2 separate regions of the Danio rerio genome follow, and region 2 is linked to region 1. The links are chromatin contacts, called in public HiCAR-type maps. All regions are on one chromosome and are shown on one strand. Each heading gives the region's core, a stretch centred on a gene start, on an enhancer-like site or on the middle of the called end of the contact. The rest is flanking DNA. Distances are from core to core; before and after follow the strand shown.

What was found. HiCAR-type assays count read pairs that join an accessible place to other places.
Region 2: a contact with region 1 is called in a HiCAR-type map of caudal fin, with 10 times the contacts expected there. The contact joins two enhancer-like sites. A contact is called at or near these places in 2 of 18 Hi-C or Micro-C datasets (caudal fin and an unstated tissue) and 1 of 4 datasets of contacts at active chromatin or transcription factors (caudal fin).

Annotation. Positions count from the first base shown.
Region 1 is chr2:42,803,413-42,810,464 of GRCz12tu, reverse strand. No RefSeq gene overlaps it. Among named protein-coding and RNA genes, the nearest start is that of slc25a36a, 20 kb to the right of the region's middle. Within about 2 kb of position 4,249, at least 3 of the 62 cell types and tissues checked have an H3K27ac peak or open chromatin away from gene starts, as enhancers often do.
Region 2 is chr2:43,194,992-43,201,680 of GRCz12tu, reverse strand. It overlaps a transcript of si:ch211-122l24.6 not described here. Among named protein-coding and RNA genes, the nearest start is that of ccl20l, 10 kb to the left of the region's middle. Within about 2 kb of position 2,495, at least 6 of the 62 cell types and tissues checked have an H3K27ac peak or open chromatin away from gene starts, as enhancers often do.

The sequences.
Region 1 (7,052 bases), core at 3,000-5,499:
CAGGTGCTCCGGTTTCCCCCACAGTCAAGAGACATGCGGTACAGGTGAATTGGATACAGGCTAAATTGTCCATTGTGAATGAGTGTGTATGGATGTTTCCCAGGGATGGGTTTCAGCTGGAAGGTGGTTCATTTCGCTGTGGGGAACCCGGATTAACAAAGGGACTAAGCCGAAAAGAAAACGAATGAATGAATGAATGAATGAATGAATGAATGAATGAATGAATAATATCAGCCCAAGATCATGTTTGTCTGCATACATTAGCAGTATACCATGCAGTCTTTTCATGTGCTATTTTCACTGTAGCAGTATTGAATGTAGTTTTGACTTATGCTGTCAAGGAAGTGAAAAAGAAGAGGAAGTAATTATATTTGTGCAAGAATCAAAGTAATTGTTTACTTTAAGCACATAATTTTGTGATAAAAACAACTTGTAATTCTTGTAGCCTTTCAAGGAATGAACATGATTAGTTTTTGACAAAATAGGCTGTTATTAGATGGCTCAGTGGTTAGCATGTTGGCCTCATTTCAAGAAGTCTGCTGGTTCGAGTAAGCATAGTTTGAATCTTCTCTCTGTGTCTGTGTGGGTTTCCTCCAGGTACTCCGGTTTCTCCCACTGTCAAAAGATATGGATTATAGGTGAACTGTATAAAGAAATTTGACTGTAGTGAGTTTGTATGTGTGTCTGTGTGTGTGCGTGCGTGCATGTGTAAGTGTGACATTATTTTCCTATTCCTGGGGGCTATACAAGTTAGTGCACTCTCTTGCATGGATCATAGCAAGAAGGGCATTCATCAGTAACACTTTCCATAGTAACCGTCAGTTCATTCCACTGTGGTAACCCCTGATAAAGAAAGAAAACCAAAGTTGTGAGTGAGTGTGGTGTGGTTGTACAGTAGCCATGCACAAGGAGTGATGTGGTTTACTGCATACTTCAAAAGTACACACTTTCCTATCAGCAGCTAATGCATACTTCAAGTAGTATGAAAACTGAAATATACACCCTGTAGCTCAAAGATGCTGCAGTCACAACGGATCAAAGTTCGGCAGTATGTATCAAGAGTGTGTCAGCATGTTATCAATTATACACGAAGAAATTGGGAGGGGAAAAGTGTAATATAAACATTAAAGGAGTTTTGGATCAAGAAGGGCTGCTGTGATCTCCGAGCATCCTCATGTAAAATTCTGATTTTAATTTCCAAAAAGAGCCCCGTCTCACCAGCGTCTGCTCACACAGCGCTTATACAAGACTTGCGCATGCACACTCACGCACACGTGCAAACACACATTCTGCATGGCGCCAGCGAGGAAAAAGCGTCATCAGCCTATTAGAAATAAGCCAGCTAAAGCAGTGCGCCATTCACTAGGGTCAGGAACTATTTTACAAAGAGGGGAAGTTTGGCTTTTTTACCTCAACATCACAGGGCAAAAATCACACCCTGTGGACTCATAAAACACAATCAGCCACATTTCAAAAGAACTTGGACTGTTGAATGGATACACTGATTAAAATGCATTTAAAAACTGGTTAAATGCAGCAAAAGTGAGGTGTCAAATCATTAAGGCAGAAGATATTGATTAGGTTCTTTTGCCCTCGAGTCAGAGTCCGAGCCATTTAATTTTAAGTGTGTACCGATACCAAAACCCAAACCGATACTTCTATATTGCATAAAAAAGTCCATGGCAATGTTGTCATTGTCAACTTTATGATACCTCCAGACCGCAGACATGCTCGCGCTTTCCGCTTCAAGCTGCTTTCGTGTTCTACTTTGCCAGCATTTAACCAATAGCGTCTCTGCAACAATGTGATGTCATGCTGTATACATATATTCGAGTCCTGAATGGGAGGTAATGTCCAATTACGATCGAGTCTGAGACCGCATGATTGGGCCCGATTTCTGATCCCATAATAGAATCTGGACATACTTAATACTGTTATTCACATCCTTATTTCCTTAAGTAGAAATTATAAGGATTTGATTAGACACTAAACCTTGTAGTGCAGGATGAGTCATCAAAGTTTTAAATCCATTTTCCAGTCCAGTTTAAGTTTTGTTAACATTTAAAAGTACAATAGATTACAGATCACCCTAAAATCTGATCCTTCAAGTGTATTTTGTTTATGTATGTTAGTGTACGTTGGTGCATGTTAGCTCTCATTTTCTAATGTACTCAATTTAACATTGTATGTGAATGCAGAATGCATAATAAGTTACAAAGAATAAAATGCTAGGGCAGCACGCTGACTCAGTGGTTAGCCTCACAGCAAGAAGGTCATTGGTTTGAGTCCTGGCTGGGCCAGCCAGGAGTTTGCATGTTCTCCCAGTGTTCATGTAGGTTTCCTCCAGGTGCTCCGGTTTCCCCCACAGTCCAAAGACATGCGCTATAGGTGAATTGGGTAAACAAAATTAGCCATAGTGTATGAGTGCATGTTTGAATGTGAAAGGGTATGGGAATTTCCAAGTACCAGGTTGTGACTGGAAGGGCATCTGACGATGAATAAATAAAATTCCTTCTTATTTGCTTGAACTGTTTACATATCCTAAGATACATGTGATATCAAAAGTTTACATTGGACTAAACAGACCAGGACTAAATGCCATAAAACTCCTGAATATTTAAAGGCCCAATTCCAATTCTACCCGTTTGTCATTCCCCTTACTAGATTTGCGCGTTCACTCGAAGGGGTAGGGGTGTCCCAATTGCCTTAGCTTGAAGATGTAGGGTTGAGGGGAAAGGCTAAATAGCTATAGATATATGCATGAATGTTTACATATCTATGTCTCTGGATGGCTAGTCCTCCACTACACCGTGGTCCCAGATTCATTTCAAAGGAGGCCCACCCTGTACTAAAATGGCGGCTCTATTGACGCATTCCTTTCAATAGATAACAACAGCGTAGACGACATCTAATGTAAATATCTATGACATTACACTGAAATAAAAGTATCAGCAACTTCCGGTTCATGCAGACTTTAAATTTAAACTATGAATTCAAAAAATTTACAAGCAAATTGTAGCCTGAACAGTGCATCATGGTGGTACAGTGGGTAGCGCGATCGCCTCACAGTAAGAAAATTGCTGGTTTGAGCCTCGGCTGGGTCAGTTGGCATTTCTGTGTGGGGTTTGCATGTTCTCCTTGTGTTGGCATGGGTTTCTTCTGGGTGTTCCGGTTTCCCCCACAGTCCAAAGACACACACTATATTGGGTAAGCGAAATTGTCTATAGTGTATGTGTTTGAATGAGTGTGTATGGGTGTTTCACAGAGATGGGTTGCAGCTGAAAGGGCATCCGGTGCGTAAAACATATGCTGGATAAGTTGGCGGTTCATTCCGCTGTGGTGATCCCAATTGAATAAATGGACTAAGCCGAAAATAAAATGAATGAATGAATGTAGCCTAAACAACCTCGATATTCATGTAACTTGATTTATTTGAGGTTAAAAATTAAGTAGTATTTTAAAATACATTTTTTTGTAAATAGATTTTAAAAATCAAATGTTATTTAAATATTATTAGAGTGCATATCAAAACAGCTGTGTGCCCGAGAAGTGCTCATGAAAAAAAAAATCTTTAAACATTAAAATGCATTAACCACTTAACAAGCAGGTCATGTTTCACTTAAAAAGACACAAAAGGTGCCCAGCAGGCAGTTCATCAACAGTGGTGTCTGTCTGGATGAAGATGCGTTACAGAACACTAAGAATGCCGGAGAGGTGGGAGTGGAGAAGTTGAGTGAGTGTGTGGTTATGACACTCGCTGCAGCAGAAAGGGGAGGTGGAGAAGGCTGCTTCCTACCAAGACACTTAGATCTGAGAGAACCCAGTCTGACCCAATTTACAGAGGACAGAGAAAGAGGGAGAATAAGGGAGGGGGTGAAAAGAGAGAATCAGACGAGGGATACAAGGAAAAAAGACGACTAAAGAGAAGAAATAGTCTTCACATAAACACTCTTTTAGATGACTGCTAACACAGACTGTCAGCTCAAATGTTACATGCCAAACAATGACATTGTCCAGACTTGATTTTTTTGCATCTGGGATGATGTAGCTTGAATCGCTGGAATCATAAAACATTTGTTGCAGATGAGTTAGATTCTGCTATTGTAAACCTGCTGTACTCCCAAATGACCTTCCCCATCATTCTTTAGACACAAATATTTATCCTTTTCTTCCAGGGTAAAGAGTAAAGAGTCGATGATGTGTTGAGAAAAAATGTGTTCATCCGTTTGTGAGCACTTTAAATTGACGATCAAATGGCGACATCTGGTGGTCAAAAGGGAATTTAAGTCAAGAAAATTGGGTATTTCACATTGTCACTGGATTATGCGTTTGATTAAATAAAAAGAAACGTACATGCTAGTATATATGTGTGTGTGTGTGTGTGTGTGTGTGTGTGTGTGTGTGTGTGTGTGTGTGTGTGTGTGTGTGTGTGTGTGTGTGTGTGTGTATTATTATATGTGTGTATTATCATGTATACCGTATGTACACAATGTTAAATTGTCAAAACAAACTTTTTTATTTTAATTTTTTGTCAAGCACTTAAATAAAACCACAAAAACCAATGCTGTAACTTCAGAAAAGAAAAGTCAACATTTGAAGAAATAACCCTGATTTTATAGAGCCCTTATACTGGGTTTTTGAAAATGCCCTTCTACGCAGTATGTAACAGCACTAAGTGAATGAAAACATCCAGCTGTGGTTTAAATCTGAAAGTGCACTGTGTTTAAAACTATTGATTCTTTAACGAAATAGTCAACTCAGAATTGAATAAATGAATTGAGTCCAATGAATGTGTCAATAGGTGTGTGTCGGTTTAGTAAAACATGAACGTGCCTTTCCCTTCAGACAATAGAGTGTGAGGGTGTCATGACTGTGTATGTCCACCAGATGCCACTGTAGTTTGCCAGCAACCCCCAGCAGGACTACAGTGGCTTTAGAACTACATTTCCATACATTCTTTCTGTCACGTTAGCAAGATCAAACAGGAACAAAAAGTTGCGGATCCAAGTGCAGTTTTAATTACAATGTGCATCAAACAGAAAAACAAGGTGTTCAAAGTGCAAAGTACAAATAAACAATAAAACAAGAAACACAAAACAGAGACAGGGCTCAGGAATCAGAAAATCTAAACTTACAGGAACACGGAGACAGCTGTGGTTGTAAATCAGTGTAGATGAGAGACCGGGTGTGTGTGCGAAAGAATGTATGGAAATGTAGTTCTAAAGCCACTGTAGTCCTGCTGGGGGTTGCTGGCAAACTACAGTGGCATCTGGTGGACATACACAGTCATGACAGAGGGATCACGGGACTGATCATGACATGAAAACGATGATTCGACTACAAAGAATTCAGGGTAAAAGTTCATTTTCACAACAATACCACATTATTGCCAACCATGTGCTGTGTTTGTTCCTGTCATTTTTCTCATTTTTGATACAATAATGTACGCTGCGATGTGGGATTCACCGCATCTGTTTGCTATTCAAGGAAGGAGCAGCAGAGACTTTTATGTATAGGGCTTTGTCAGACTGCAGCGACTTTGTCAATAACTATTACAGTTCAAATGGGCCAGTTTCTTCTACCTCCAAATCATAACATAGAATTGTAATTAAAATGGTTGCCTTTTTTTGTATAGTTTGCCAAATATGTGTTTAAAGTGTAAAATTGTGTGTTATAATCACGTACCAGTACTTGTAATCTATCTCTCAGGTTAAACCTTCATGGGGCTATTCAGATATTGCGTCCAAAACATTAAAAATGCGTCACATGCTTCATCTTTCAGCAGTTTAAATGCATTTCTAAACATGCGATCCTCTGCTGTTTATCCTTGCTATGGCCACCATCAGCTGTTAATTTTCTGTAAATCAGCTGTGGATAATTTTCAAAATCTTTCTCTGTGTATTAAGACTGAATGTGTGTCATTGTTATTACTCGAGGCTAAGTTTAAGAGTAGAGTAATACTGTGCTGGTGTTTAACTGCATTCTTTTATTGCATTCTTGCACTGGGCTCATACTCTGCTACTTCATAGCCATGGTGGTCTAGCGATGAACCTACCCAGGTAGCAAAGAATTCTGGCCCAGATTTGGCATAAAGCTGGCACAGCAGGCATTCGTCTGGCACTGGCATGCAACATATGGGCCAAACATGGCCCAGGTTTGGCTGAGGTGGCACCATCTTACAGGCGACCCTCAAAACTTGGGCCAGATCTCAAATGTAGTATTTGGCCCAGATGTTTAAATGTATATGTGGGCCACATAAGTTTGGCCTAGCTTGACCCACTTTTAAAATACATTTATATTATTTTTGAGCAAAGAAAAAATTCTATCAATCAGGCCGCTTCAAGAAAAAACACAGCCATAAAGCGAAATGCTTTATGGGTTTATAAAAAACATTGCAATCGTAACGTGTTTGCCGCTTGTATGGAAGCCAGAATTGGTCCAGTCATGTACCGTAATTCACTGTGGCATGTGGGAAAAGCAATTGCTGATGGTGTGGGCCAGATCTAGGCCAGAGAAATTTTGCTATGGGGTAGTCGATCAATCTCAACAGAGTGGGTCATCAGTCCAATCAGCGCAGATTAGCTTCACGCTAAGGAGGAGTTTGGAAACAAATGAATTGCTGAACAAACTCGTTGAGTCGTTAAGATAATTAGGTAAAAACAAATGCATATTATAAGACAATGAAAGTGTTTTTTTAAACCTTGCATGAGTATCAGCATGTTGTTGGAGACTTCCAAAACCAAAATCTGACCTTTTATAATGGGAAATAGGGGCTATTTAGAAACATTTGCTATTCTGATCTATGGTTGTTTATCTAAATGGCAATGTTTCCATAATTGTAATTTTATTAAATCAATAATTAATGTAATAAAACAATAAAAAAAATTCTCAAACCCATACCTAATCAAGTTAATTCAGAGAAACTGGGAATCTTATCTCTCTTTTTTTTTACACATCTGCATATTTAATATACTTTATAAACATGTCATAATCTAATTTATATAAGTGATTATCAAATGACAGAAAGGTTAAAGAAGTAAACATCCCAAAAT
Region 2 (6,689 bases), core at 1,246-3,745, 390 kb before region 1:
CATAATCATTAAAACACTTGTTTGAAGAGCAAGTAGTTTGACCGTTTTCTGCAATTTACTTTTCCTAGTCATTTCTCTTATAGGCAGCTGAATCGGAAGTTCTAAAACAATTGCAAAAACAAGCGCACTTCCCCATCGCAGAATAAGATCAATAGGTGAATTGAAAAAACTAAATTGGCCGTTGTGTGTGTATGAATGTGTATGGGTGTTTCCCAGTACTGGGTTGCCACTGGAAGGGCATGCGCTGTGTAAAACATATAGAATTGTTGACTGTTCATTCCACTGTGGTGACCTCTGAAATACAGACTAAGCCGAAGAAAAATGAAGGTTTGTTTTGGTATTCAAATATTTGACCGGCCACACAAATTAGTTGAAGTTATCATAATCATTTCTTACATATTAGTAATTGATAAATAATTATTTAAAATCAATAATAATGACACTACAACAAAAACATGAGAATCTTTTTCACTTATGAGTAATTCACCAGTTACAGTATAATTTTTGCCATAGCATCAACCATTGATCATATGGACAAATGGTTAATAGTTGAACAACTAGCCATTTACAATACGTAAAGCATAAAGGATCAATCTAAAGGAAGTTTTTTCTTCTTCCTATGACTCTTGAGGTCCAGATACTGTACATTCACTTTAATAAAGTCATTTGAAATGTCATTCTTTCCCTTTAGGGGGCGCCAGAGGATATGGAGATTTTGTTCTTTATTTTTTTGTGGTCCATCTTTTAGTTAAGAATGAGGATAAAGCTAAAATGAATGTTGTTGTTTTCATGAAAAAAAAAAATAATAATACTCTTCCTACTTGCAATTCATTTGTTACCCGGCTGAGATGAAACTGTTTTAGTAATTTCCTGGTGGCATTTGTTCAACTTTGTCGTCTCATGAAAAAATGAAAATGCTTTTAACATTAAAATCACCTCAAAGGCCTTGGCCAGAAAACTGTCTGCTTAAGTAGGAAATTTGTCACAGAGGACAGACAGAGTGGACACACAAACATAAATCTGAGGATGAATATCACAGCTGACACAACGTTAATGTCAGAAACACAACATATACATCCTACTCTCTCTCTCTCTCTCTCTCTCTCTCTCTCTCTCTCTCTCATATTTGGGCCATGCTCCAACTTTTAAGTAATCAAATATTTCTCATTCTAGGGGTGATTTTTGTAGTTTGTGATAAATTTTGTTCAATAAAGCTGGCAGGATGACAGCTATGAATGATGTAAAGGACACCAAAAAGAATAAAAGATCATTTAAGGCCCCACTTCCTGCAAAGAGGGCCCAGTGCCAGAGACAGCGCAGTTCGAACTCTATAAAAGTGTCAGGATAAAAGTTTCTGAGTGCTTTGCAGTACCGCATTTGCAATGACTAGGAGATCCAGACTTAAGTATGAGTGAATCTGGAGAGCAGAACTAGTAGAGTTTGTCCCAAATGGTCTGAAACATGCTGACTATATGAGACCAAAGGGGTGTCCCATTTGTCATTCTTGGTTTCACGAACACAGTATACTTTTTATTTATTTATTTATTTTTTAATGTTCATGCTTGAACAGGCATACATTTCATGTACTGAACATTTCATAATCAGCACAATGCGAGTGTACACTGTAAACATTTTTTTTTGATATCTTACATTTTTACATTTAATCTATTTAAGTCATTTCAACTTGCATCACTTAAAGGAACACTATTTGAGTTTTACCATTTAAAAGCAGAAATTGAGGTCTAGCAGGAGCACTTTTAGCTTAGCATAAGTCCTTGAATCGGATTAGACCATTAGCATCTCACTCAAAAATGAAAATAGCAACTTTAAATGTTTCCTTGATCTTAGTATACAATTTAACTACACGATGACAGTCGAACTTTAAATAGGAAAAACATTCAAACTCATGAAATTTTTCAGATGCTAATGGTCTAATCTAATTCAATGATTTATGCTAAGCCAAGCTAAAAGTTTTCCCGCCAGACCCAAATATTGGCTGAATGGATTCAGAAATGGTAAAAATCAACTGCTTAACTCTAGGTGTCTTGTAAAAGGAGCCCAAAAAAAGGAGTGGAGTATTTCTTTAAGTAAACTTATACAGTAGTGAAAGGATTTGGAAAGGCTCAATGGTGAGTAAATGATATAGCATAATTTTAGGTGAACTATCACTTTACAATTCCTTACATCACAGATAATAATGAATCTCTGGGAATTCCAATGAAGGACACCTGTCCATACACAAACACACACATACACACTTTGTTTATGCATTACTGCTACTGTAGAATTGCTGAAGCAAACACTTGCCGCATGCTAACATTTGCTCAACACTGTCCTCCTGTGCAACAGAAAACAAACACAAACAAACTGCAGGCCCAGAGGAGCATGGGTCAGAGTGCCACAATAAATCAAAGTGCCAGCTCTGACACACACACATACAGACACACATGCGGGATCTGTAGGCAAAATGCATCTTGACAAGAGCCTTCTCCACGCGGGTGCTTTGTGTTTTGGTGTCGGGAGCAGAGGAGTAACACAGATAACAGATGGATTTATGACAGGGCTTAGGCAGGGATTACGGCACCTCAGACCTAGATGATTGCACAGCTTATCATGTCACCTTTAGCTTTATCACAGACATTCGCTTCTGAGAAGACCGCCAGAGAGAACGAAACTGAAGAGGCATGGGGAGGGTTAGACAAAGACAGGGGGAAATGCAGTGCTTTCTATTGATGCTTAAGCTAATACAGCATAAACAAGGATTTTTTTAGTCGTTGTTTTGCTACTCTAAAATAAAATAAATCAGTTTGAGTCAGCCTGCATCAAGTGATTCAAACGTTTGAGCTTCTTTATTCTGTTAAACACCAAAGCAGATACTTTGTAGATTGCAGGGAACCTGTCCCCTTTGACTATGGGAGTCAATGGTTATATTTCTTCAAAATAAATTCTTTTGTGTTAACAGAAAGTAAAATTGTTTTGGAACAATTAAACGATGAGTAAATGGCAGTGTTGGCAATAATGGCACTATAAATAAAGGCGTTACTAACAGTGATACTTTTTTTAGTAACGAGTAATCAAATGAGTTACCTTTTCCCATTACAACGCCATTGCTGACAATAAAATGCGTGTTACTTGAGAACACTGAATCATGTGACCAGCTTTACTTTTATAATCCTGTCACTCAAAGGACTAGCTAATGTAACTAATTAAACGAAAGTGTCCCACACTGCAAATGATGACAGGATTTTCAGTTTTGAGTAAAACTATCCCTTTAAAAGCATTTGGATGTGTATTATTATGTCATTACCATGTAATTGTACTTATAGTTGGGTAAACTTGTTTAGTGGCAACAGGAAACTACAACAAACATTATTTCCAAAGTTTACATTGACATTCACTCAACTAAGAAATTGAGATTATTTACATTATTTATTGGAAAGAAAAGTTTTTTTAAGATGTAATTTATTTAATTTAAGGTATAAAACAAAAACAAAAAAAATTAAATATCGTCTGTGAAAACATTCTTTTTTTTTTGTGTCACACAAGAGTGAATAAATTAGAATGTTAGATTTGTAATTAACTGAACAATCCCTTTAAAACTCCATGTTTTCAGATAATAAGCTAGTACCTTCGGTATATTGAGAGTGTAATGTTTATTGAGATAAAAAAGATACATTTTTTGTATTGTAAGCTTTTGTATTTTCACAGCAAAACAAACAAAAAAATTAAGCATTAATTTTGAGAGAAGCCATAGAAAATTGGTCCATTTTAGGGTGCCGATAAATACAAAAATTACACTCAAACTGATTTTTTATATATTTATTGGGTGTTTTGTTATATGACAACAACATGTGGAACTGAAAATGCTAAAGCAACAATGGCGAAATACAGAGCCAAATGTGCAACCCAGGCTCCGGTGTTGGGGCTTACACATTACAAGTAATGTGAGTTACATACTGTAATATGACTTTAAGTACCGAGTAAAGTATTACTTTAGAAATTAAGGAACCTAAAAAGTAAAAAATTTAGTTACTTTTTTTTTTTAATTAATGCAAGTACTTTTTAGTTTAGTTCACTTTCAAAAAATAAATTGCAGAATTAAAATGATTGTAGTCACATTGAATCCTGCACGCAATAAGAGAATGCAGGACAGAAATGAAGATGGCAGAGCAACATTTGTGCAATGAAAATATTCTCATTATTTTGAACACATGGAAGAAAAGGAAAAGAGGATTATCTGAATGGATAGTTTACTTTTTAGGACAAAAAGTGCAAAAGTAGCAAATGCATTGCTTTAAACGTTCATTTATTCGTACATGTATAACTCTGGGGTCAGGAAGTTCTCAGAAGATAATATTCTATATTAATTTTTTTTATGTTTTCTTTTTTTATAAGCAAATTAAAGTTATAGTCTTAGTTAGCAGAGATCCTCTGTTTAAAAAAAGAAGGAAAAAAAAACCTTGCAAGTTCTGAAAGAGATCAAACCTCAGCCAACTCAGATAAAGTAACTCAAAAGTAATGCAACACATTACTTACAATAAAAAGTAACTAAGTAACTCAACTAGCTACTTCTTTGGGGAGTAACTCAATATTGTAATGAATAACTTTCTAAATTAACTTTCCCCGCCAGGCTCATTGGAAATATGTGCCCTGTACCATGTTTTAATTTTCACAAATCCACTAGAGGCCAAGACATAGGTTTTTGACAATCTCAAATACATTACTAGGGCAGGTTTTTGGCCTGACATGAATAATAAAGCTTTATTGGTTGTGTTTGAGGATCTCTATGAACAGGGCTCATTATGACAACAACTATGCTGTTTGTATTTGCATTTCGATGATAAATTACTGCAGTAAATTGTATCGCTCAAAGCTTTAAATTTACACACTTACAGGAACATTTGCACATTGTTTTAAGTGTTAGGAGGAGTGACAGATGAGGAAGACGGTGTGGGTCTGATGAACGGGGCATCTTGTCTCCAGCTGGAGAAATGAGCTGTGCTTTTGGGAGATGGTCAAGGAGGCCAAGCTATTACACGATTGTATATTATTCTCCTCCAAATGTGCGTGTTGAAGTTAATGCCCTTCATTTTCACATCACTGGTATGTCTTTGTGGGCAATTATGAAATGCATAAATTAGATAAATGGCGAGAGGTCGTTTACATTTTTCTTTGGCTATCATTGTGTTTTATTGCTTAAAGCTCTCAGCCTGTGTGTGACGTTTGTTGGAGTGAATTTATGTCTGATTTACTTAAAGTTGCAGAGTCCTTTCCCATGGACAGGCCTGTCTTTTTCTTTTCTGTTTTCCCATGTTTTTAAGGGATATTTAATCCAGAAATGAAAATTTACTCACTGCTTGTTCACCCTTTTTTTCTTTAGTTTAATACACAAGAAGATTTTTGAGGAAACTTGACTTCCATAATAGAAAAAGAAAACACTAAGGAAGTCACTGGTTACAGATTTCCAACATTTTTCAAAGTATCTTCTTTTGTGTTAACAGAAGAAAGAAAGTCAAACATGTTTGGACAAATTAAAAGATGAGGAAATGACAACATACAGTTTTAGTTTAGTTTGAACTATCTCTTTAAGAAAAAGAATGTGCAAAATTTAGCTGGGATGGATTTAGAAATTGTGTTATATGCAGTGCTAGGCTGTGTCTGGGACCTAAAAGCATAATTAATATAATGAGGGATAATGTCAAACAGTTATTATCACAAAATAAAGCCAGAAAAAGAGTGATTAAAGCTTGGCCAGAAGTTAGGCTTGACTCACACTTGTCTTAAATCCCAGAAAATGTTTAATGAATATGAGTTATTGTAAATATTAGGCACTGCAACATTTTCTTTGTATAGTACATACACAACTAGTCAAACATTTGCAGTGATTGTGAAAAATGATGATGATGATAAAAAAAGGTGTTTAAGAAGTGTATCTCAAAGGTGCTGTATGTAAGTTTTTGACATTTCTAAAGCATAAAAATACCAAAATATGTTTGCAGTTATTTAAGAAAAATGCTAGGTGATCATTTTTGTTTATCTGACAAACAATGCTGAAGTCAGATATTCTGCTTTGAAAATGTCTTTGTTTTGGTTCCTTTAACCCGCCACTTATATATCAGCACCACCCTGGGTTGCCTTTGTGGAAAATAGCACATTTCCTTTATTCAGTCAGAAAGGCTGTCAAGAGTGTGTGTCCGTGACCGAAATGCAACCTCCGGTGGACAGTAGCAGACTTTAAAATGAGACACAGATTCAGAGTTACACAAGAAGTGGTTATTAATTAGCAAATAATATAAATATTATGAACGTAACTTGCTCATCTAATGTTTACATTTTAACCCTGTGAGGGGATTAAGGAAATTTGCAGTGATGAGCAATTTGGCTGTTTGCAACAGACGAAACACAGCAGAAATTGAAATAGAGCCATTCAGAAGCACAGCATAGTGCAATGTACATGCCGAATGCATGTGTTGGCATTTGATGTAATTGGCATTCAAACTCGCATTATTAGCATTTAACACTGAATAAAGCACATGAGGTGTACCCGAGGTGATCACGGTTTGTCATGTTGTTCAGCTGCAAGAAATAAAAGGCATTTGTAAATTGTAAATTTCAGGTGTTGGTTTGAACAAAAGCTCCTTTCAATATTTCAATTCCTTTTATCATGTGCCGTTGCTTTTATTTAGGAC